Linked DNA regions of Mus musculus: region 2 is linked to region 1. Evidence: chromatin contacts called from public promoter capture Hi-C data. All regions are on one chromosome and are shown on one strand. The core of a region is the stretch at or near the end of the contact, and the rest is flanking DNA. Distances in the headings are between cores, read along the strand shown. Region 1 holds the start of C1d (C1D nuclear receptor co-repressor). Region 2 overlaps Meis1 (Meis homeobox 1).

Region 1 (4,563 bases), core at 1,219-3,718:
TGCACGGTGCATTCATTGTCCAAGGACATGGAAAGGTATCACCATGATGGACAGCCTGTAGAGACAACAGTCACACTCCATGACTAGTACTTCCTTTATTCTATACATGTCAGCTCCACCAATTTGTCATTCTTTTAGTATCCATGGCAACAGAAGCTGCATCTCTCAAAAGTGTGTGCAGGTTCTGCACCATAATTCTATTCTTATAATTATGTTTTACACAGCATTACCTTAGAAAACTATAGTGAAATTTATATGTAAATTTTCAATACTACTGTCTTGGCCAAGCAACGATTCTGATGTTACCTGTAATCTTCAGTAAAATCTGAGAACACATTAAGCTTCCTTTTCTAAAGTGTGCTAACCTCTAAAAGCACATCACAGAAGTTAAATGGCTAAGTGGATAAAGCTCATGAGTACTCGCGCTCACACACACACCACCACCACCACCACCACCACCACCACCACCACCACCACCATCACCAAGCTTGAAGACTGGAATTCAGATCTCCTGTGTGTGGAGGGTACCAAAACATGGAATCCCCTAGCAGTCTAGCTGGACTGGCTGGAGTCAATGACTCCCAGCTTCAATAAGAAACCCTGCCTCAATAAACAAAGTGGAGAACAATAGAGAAAAACAGCATCGCTGGGCTTCTACGTACACACATAAGCACATACACTCACATGAGAACACACACCTGCATGAAACCACACATAAACACACAAAAATACATGTGCAAAAGTCTAGCAATAAAAATTATATAAATTACAAGGCTGGAGAGATGGCTCAGCAGTTAAGAGCACTTCTCATCTTCCAGAGAACCCAAGCTTGGTTTCCAGCAGCCAGTTTGGGCAGCTCACAACCATCTGTAAGTCCAGCTCCACTGGGTCCTCTGGCCTCTGCTGACACCCACACACATGTGACAAATACACAGAAAGAGACATGAGCACAAACACATGAATAAATAGAAACATTTTAAAGTACATAAATTACAAGGACCTGTTAAGACTGGAGCCACACCAGAATCAACTTCTAATTTAATGCTTACTTCAACATGTTTTCAAAATGAAAGAAAGAAAGCAGCAAAAACTATCTTCTCAAAAATGTGGGGCTTGTTTTTACAATTACCTCTAAAGTAATAATAATACATAAGGTTGTGATGTAGACAAAATAAATATCAATAAAACTCTTAAAGCTATACTCCATTAGTAGAATGCTCAAAGTACTAGTTCATAATATTAGTTATTATTTAAGAAAGTGGAAATAACAAAGAGGTAATCCACTGTAGACTATTCAGAGCCATACATGAAGAGTCAAATGCTTGCAAACAAGTGCTACTGTTTACCCATAGAACTTTTCAAAGTTAAAAACAAGAGAAAACTGCATCCCTATAGGTACCGGAAAGCATCCACAACATCTCTGATTTGGGAATTTCACTTCTATTACTAGAAAACAACAAAAACTGTTCACACTGTCATCTTATCTTGTAACAAAACAATTCAGTCTATCAATTCCACCATCCAGAAGTAGTTTTCTAAAGTTCAATAAGGATAGCTGTCATTTATAAATAAAAACTAACGTTGATACTTAGTTCTGTCTACTCTTAGTCCAAACAGGTTAATAATTACACCACAGACATCTCACCAGGGCAAATACACCTTTTCCAAGCCAAAACTAAATTGTAGTCAACACATTTTAAGTCATTAACGCTATCTTCCAACAGAAATTTGAGCCACGATGAAATTTTCCCAGATGACACTGAAAAATTCCTCTTAATACAATCCGCTACAGCAGAAAGCTGCCGGCCCGGCCCGGTTTCCCACGCCTTTAATCCTAACACCTAAGAGAGGGAGGCTGATCTCGGAGTTCGAGGCCAGCCTGTTCTACAGATCGAGTTCCAGGACAGCCAGGGCTATACTGAGAAACTGTGTCTCGGAAAAGAAAAAGTAAAATTAAGGAAACCCTTGTTTCAAAAGGGCTAACACTGCCACCGCAAGCATTCCGACCTTGGGCGGAACAGGAAGGGCTGCACGCAAAGTTACTTTTTCCACCTTCCATTTTGTCTCCGTTTAGATTTGGAATCAGCTAGAAGCTGATGGCGTTGGGTGTTTTACTTGTCGCTTTTCAACCTCTGAAAGGCAACGTTAACAGTGGCAGCGAAATGAAGACGGTATTGACAGAGAAACTAAAGGCCAAAGCAAAGCCCGAGAGCCGCCACTGCAGGGACTACGCTAGAAGCGAGCAGTCCCGCTCGGCTCCTCCCAGTCGGCCACAGGACGGACGTGATCCCGGGGTGCGGGAAAAGAGACTGTGACGGGAGCACGACAAGCACCCGAACGCGGTTCTGCACAATACCTCAATACCGTGGACGCCTGTCTCCGGGAAATAGGTCGCACGATGATGACGCCATGACACGGCTTCTGCCTGCCGCCCGTGCGTCTCTCCCGGTCGTGCGCGTGCGCACTTCAGTCCCGAGGCTTGCCCCGCCTCTGTCCATCCAGGAGCTAAGTGCAGTGGTCTGTCTGTCTGTCTGTCTGTCTTTCTTTCTTTCTTCTGTCTGTCTGTCTGTCTTTCTTTCTTTCCTTCTTTCCTTCCTTCCTTCCTTCCTCCCTCCCTCCCTCCCCCCTCTCTCTCTTTCTCTTTTTGACACATTTTTTAATTAACTATTTATTTACATTCCAGGCGTTACCCCCCTCCCGGTCCCCCACCCAGTTCCTCACACCATTCTGCTCCCCATCATCTATCTCCCCATCCCCCATTATTGGGGCCTCAAGACCCTTGGGAATTGGACCCATCTTCTCCAACTGAAGCCAGACTAAGCAGACCTCTGCTACATAGGTCCCAGGAGGCTGGGGAATGGGTGGCACTTGGCTCAGCCCATGTATGCTGCCTGGTTGTTGGCTCAGCCTCTGGGAGCCCCCCGGGGTCCGGGTTGGTTGAGACTGCTGATCTTCCTATGGGGTCACCCTCCCCTTCAGCTCCTTCAACCCTTCCTCTAATCCAACCGTAGGGGTCTCTAACCTCAGTCCGACAATGGTTGGGTGTAAGTATCTGCCTCTTTCTCAATCAGCTGTTGGTAGAGCCTCTCAGAGTGGACAGCCATGCTAGGCAAAGAACTTAAAGGTCTCCCGCCAAGGTGGCAAGATTGGAGTCGAAGGCCCTGGCATTTTGTCTAGATTAGGCTTCTTCAAACTGAATGTTCCTTACACCTTTGTCCATTTCTTTGCTTTGATGGAAGTTGGGTCCCTCCGGACCAAACTGTGCACCTCAGATTAATCTTTGGAGGGGCTTCCCTAATATAGTGCCCGATACCTGGTTAGGTGATAGTTATGAAAAATAGTTTCAAAAATTAAATGAGGGTGTGAAGATATGAAAAGTACAAGTTCATATTTTGTGTTGTTTTTGTTTTTGAATGGGTCTCACTGTGTGATATAGCTGACCTTGAATTCAGGATTATCAGTACTAGGGTTACAGGCCGTGCCATCATTCCTAACTGTGTTCGATAGTTTTATGTCAACTTGGCACAGGTCTCCTGAGTGGAAGGAATCTCAATTAAGAAAATGCCCCATAAGGTCAGGTTGTAGGCAGTCCTGCAAGGCATATCATTAGTGATTGACAGGGGAGGGCCCAGCCAATTATGCATGGTGCCATCCTGGACTGGTGGTCCTAGGCTGTCATAAGAAAGTAGGTTGGGCAAGCCATGAGCTCCTGCCTCCAGGTTCCTGTCCTGTTTGAGTCCCTGCCTTTACTTCCTTAGGCAAGAGCGGTAATATGGAAGAGTAAGCCCTAACCCCTTCCTTCCCCAACTTGCTTTTTGGTTATGGTGTTTCCCTGCCACAATAGAAGCCCTAAAACACTAACAAGGTTTTTTTTTTTTTAATATGTATGTATGTATGATGTTTGTTGTTGTTCTTCTTCTTCCTTCTCCTTCTCCTTCTCCTCCTTCTCCTTCTCTTTCTGCTTCTTCCAAACTGTGCCACCATTCCTAACTTACGTTTTTCGCTTTTTTTTTTTTTTTTTTTTTTTGGTTTTTTTGAGACAGGGTTTCTCTGTGTAGCCCTGGCTGTCCTGGAACTCACTTTGTAGACCAGGCTGGCCTCAAACTCAGAAATTCGCCTGCCTCTGCCTCCCGAGTGCTGGGATTAAAGGCGTGTGCCACCACGCCCGGCGTAACTTACGTTTTTTATTTATTTTTTAAATCTCTGTGTGTATGCCTGCAAGTGCATGTGAACATGCCCTACAAAGGCCAATAAAGAGAACTGGATCCCCTGGAGCTAAAACTACAGGGGGCCATGAGCTGCCTGAAAAGGGTGATGGAGACAGAACCTCAATCACAGAAAGAGCAGAAAGCCCTGTTAACCACTGTGCCATCTGCAGTCCCTAGTTCTTTAAATGATAATTTTTAGTATACATAAATCACATTCAATTGTTGTAACAGGATCAAACAGTACAAAAACTACATATCACTCAATAGTAGCAAACATGAAATACTACATGCCTGTGAAGTCACTTTAAGCAATCATCCTGCGATTCTTAAAGTTCTTAATGTGGTCATGATTTGC
Region 2 (4,248 bases), core at 818-3,317, 1.7 Mb before region 1:
CATTCCCCCTTCTCCATGTAATATGCTTTGTGTAGGAAGTGTGTGGGGGTCCGGAATGACAGGGACAGATGGATACACTACATCCTATGCAAGATGATCTTAGTGAGGTCACAGAGCAAGTTGCTTTGCTGTCTGTGGGGTCTATATGCTTTTCCTCCTTTTGCAAAATGACACAACCTGAGAACCATCAGGGTAATCATTAGAGATGCACTCTGGAGAAATTGGCTTTTCCTGTTGATCCTTTCAAGAACTGACAGTGGCCAGATGTGTTGGCTCACAACTTTAGTCTTAGCATTAGGGAGGCAGAAGCAAGTGGTTTTCTGTGAGTTCAAGTTCAGCCTGGTGTATGAAGTGAGTTCCTAGCCAGCTAGCGCTACACATTGAGACCCCGTCTTAAAAAATAGTAATAAAATAAAAATGGGCTGGGTTGCACTCATTTTAATATTTGCCTAACAGCATTCCCCAAGGCTCTGAGCCCAGTCCCCAACACTGGGAAAAAAAGGCAAATTTTTAAATCTAATTTATAAATTATTTGTGTATTGATAAAAATCAGTTGGCAATGCCATAATTGCTTGTAGTCTTGGAATTGATCTACTGGTTGCAACTCAATAAATCTTCTCACTACACAAGAGTGAGAGAAGGTTCAGTCGTGAACTTTGCTTAGTAAACACTCCTACAGAGCCTTGCTGCTGTAACATCTGCCTTAATCAATACAAGAGTGGGAGAGACAAGCAGAGGTTTCATTTTCCTCAAGTAAACAGACCCCAGTGGCTTACCTGCCAAATTCATGTTTCCAAAGTTAATTCTTCCTGGTTACACTGCTGCAGACCTGCTAAAAGGGAAGTATTATTTGAAGCCATTTCTTTGTTTATAAGAATCATTGTTTGTGATGTAATCCTTTTAAAGATCTAGCCAGTGCCCACTTGCCTGCATAGAGACTATACTATATTATGGGCAGCCCCGTTCACTTGGTTGTCAGAAAACAGATGTTTAATTGTTACTGCAAAGGGTCTTTAACAAACCAACTCTGGGGTACAGGTAGCAAAGCGAGCCTTAGCTATCTAGGAAAGTAACAGTGTCTTGCCTTGGAAGCTTGTGAGTACCCCCTTGATACAGCAACCTGTGTAAAGATTTGAACCTGTTTTGAAGCTCAGGCACATGAAAGAAGGATTTTTACACTGATTCCTCGTGCTGGCGTCTCTTAGGGGTTGTATTGCACTAAGATGTATCAGCAATTGTTAATCTAAACTCTCAGCCAATTTGCTTAAATGTTGGAAGCTAGCAAGATGTGGAGCACGCAATGCCATTGTCGCGAATTTCACTGTGGTCCCAGTCAAGTGCAGAGTGTTGCTAGAGCATTGTGCTAATTTTAGCCTACAAAGAGGATGAAGATAAACTGCCATATGCTGTCCTGGTGATAATATTCAAGTGCAAAATATTCCATAGAGAGCCTTATTGTCTCAGTTAGGGAAGCTTGGGTGAGAGTTAAGCAAATTTCTGCTCAGTAGGTTTATAAGAAATAATGAAGTAAAACAATTCTCAAATGTAGGTAGATGAAATCTGCTAAATTTATTTTGGTTTCATTGACTTTCATGGGAGTTGACAGAATTAGTTTTGGTTTTATATTTGATGCAATTCTATCTATTTTTCACATGTAAATCTTACAAATCAATCTGAATAAATATTGATCTCTTTCAGAGCTGCAAAAAAATATATAGTTTGGACTGCACAAAGCTGCTTAAAAGACAGCATTCCTTGAAGTCCAATAAAGGAATAAAGTGACCTGTTCAACTGGTTTAAAATAATCCTTTAAAAAGCCCCTTCCCAGATGAAAAAGCCAAACTGCATCACCTCTCCATGTTTGGTAGAGCCCAGGTCTACAGTTTCACTGCAGAGAGCTTGGCCTACTTATTTGTCACTGAGACCACTTCACAGTAAAGGAATTCTTAGCTCCTGATAACATGAGAAAAATCCAACGAGCCCAGCACACTTGCAGATGAGCACAGAGCGTGTAGACGAGTTTTGAGGCTGCAGCTTTGTGTTAACAACTGGCGAAAGGCTTGACCTCTCAGTGGCCTCGGTCAAACAAACCCCCAGCTCAAGAGCTCTCCTCTAACAGGCAAGAGGACCAAAAGAGGCCAGGGCCATAAAACGAGGTTATGGACATGCAAGCTGACTTTCTTAAAGATTTAGTCCACATGTCTGTGGGGAGACCTGGTGGCCGAGGGCTCGACCCTCCTCAGCTTTCCCTGTCTGTCTCGGTTTCCTTCGATGACAGTGGCCATGCACAGGTGTCTCTCCCATTCCCTAGCAATATGATCTGGGGTATGATTCAGAGTTGAATGAGTGGGCTGAGGGCCACTGATGGAAACATTTGATAGTGTGTAAAATAAAAGCCCTGGCAAGGAGGAGCTGAACAGGCTCCCATTGTTTGTCCCCACACTTGTTTTTATAGAGGTTCTCACAGGAACAAATAAATTGAAGTAAATAAAAGCAAAATAGCACTGTTGGTCATATCGTGGCCTCACACATGCTCGCACATCAACTTGGGCAGGAAACTAGCAGAGGTCTGTTCCCTACCATTTACGTTGCATCTTTATCTCTCGGGGCATTGTTTGCCTGCAGAGTGCCTAAACCTCAACTTCCCAAGTAAAAGCTTCCTGTTGCTTTTAAATATAGTTTTCTTACAACAACAAGAAAAAAATGCATTAAGGAAGCCAACCTGGGGGGTCGGGTGAGATAGAAAAGAAGAAAACAGGTCTAGTCCAATGTAGCTGTAAAGCATTGCTCAGAAGCCTGGGGCTGGCAACTCTGGGCTCATTAATGGCCTTCTACAGAATACAGCTATTGGATCCATCCCGTGCCTTCTCTTGAGGTCAGAGGTGAAGCAGGCCCGAGACATGTCCAGTGTTCCTCATATCTCCCTAGTGTTGTCTTCATGTCGCTGGGTTTTGAACCTTGTTTGTGGCTGGACATTTCTGCCTTTTTCAATTGTGAGTCAGAAAAGGACTTGTCTTTCATTACGTTAGCTCACTGTGAGGTCCTTTCATGTCACTATGTCTGAAAATAATAGTGTGCATCTCATAGAAGGTACATCTTAGTCCACCTCAATGGGTAGGGCTTGCTGTGAGCCTTCCTACAGTTTGGGAGGAGAGTGGGGTGGTTTTCTCAGGCTTGAATATAAACAATATTGTTTATGCTGTTTCCATTTTCCTAACCCTCTGTTTGTGCAGGCCCTAAAACAAGGGGATCTGTTTTGAATTTAAAAAAAAAATTAGTGTATGTTTTCAGAACCAATCTATCAAGTTAGGCCAAGGAATGCCATCAGAATCATGGTTAAGAGTTACCAAATTCTGGCTTTCAAAACTTACTTGACAGCCATTTAAACTGCTGGGTTGATAATCACAGGGTGTTTGGAACTTAGTATATCCCTTTTAATGCCATGATGGAAGTGGTTCACGTGGGTCTGATTCTCCTGTGCATTGCCTGATATGCCAAAGGCCACACCACCAGAGCCACAGTTTTCAAAGGAATTTCCATACTGCTAAGATGTGGACGGCATTGTGTAAGTGGAGTTTACTGAGGATATTTGATTTTACAAATCTTTCATAAATTGCTAGATGTACAGTGAATTAAGTATGAAAGGGGAAAAGCTGATTAAAACACAAAAGCAATGAGAATGTATGTGTGTGTGTGTGTGTGTGTGTGTGTGTGTGTGTGTGTGTGTGTGTGTGTGTTAATGTGTGTGAGGGAGAAAGGTCAAGAAGAAGGTGGCTCCAGGGGCACTCTAGTGTGCACATGTGAGGAAGGCATTGAACAGTCTTTGTCCCATTAAAGCAGAGGAGACAGCCAGCTTGTCATGAAGTCCCTAACACTTTCAGTCTGTCTAACTGGCTCAGCCTGTGCAGACAGCCACATGTGTTCTGTAGGTATCAGAGAACGACACATGCCTGCAGGTGGCTTGAGCACGGGAGCACAGGAAGCAGGCCTCCTTGGTAGGTTTCTCAGCTACCCAGCATCAACTGGGGTTGGATGCTGAGGCCTCAGTCCCTAGTCCAGCTTGGTTTCCCGAGTTCCATGCAGCACACAGGTTGATGATTCATTAGGTGGCATTTTACTATCCTGCCCTGGAAAGCTGTCTCTTGGACAACTAAGCTACTAGACTGCTCCCACTCCTGCATGCAAGTCCTCAGCTGGTTCATTCAAGCACTCTCCACATGTTCCTGGAGATGCCTGGAACCCGGCCAC

What was found. Promoter capture Hi-C pulls out the DNA fragments that hold promoters and counts their contacts.
Region 2: a contact with region 1 is called in a promoter capture Hi-C map of the HPC-7 cell line. The contact joins the enhancer-like site here to the promoter of C1d in region 1. A contact is called at or near these places in 2 of 39 promoter capture datasets (the HPC-7 cell line and embryonic stem cells) and 4 of 115 datasets of contacts at active chromatin or transcription factors (embryonic limb bud, extraembryonic endoderm stem cells and stem cell-derived neural progenitor cells).

Annotation. Positions count from the first base shown.
Region 1 is chr11:17,255,452-17,260,014 of GRCm38.p6, reverse strand. It overlaps C1d (C1D nuclear receptor co-repressor), which reads right to left and starts at 2,468. Exons shown (of 5, transcript NM_020558.4): 1 at 2,357-2,468.
Region 2 is chr11:18,961,705-18,965,952 of GRCm38.p6, reverse strand. The region is part of intron 7 of Meis1 (Meis homeobox 1); the gene reads left to right. Among named protein-coding and RNA genes, the nearest start is that of Gm16141, 26 kb to the left of the region's middle. Within about 2 kb of position 2,067, at least 33 of the 459 cell types and tissues checked have an H3K27ac peak or open chromatin away from gene starts, as enhancers often do. A contact at or near this core is called in the HPC-7 cell line, where this site is marked.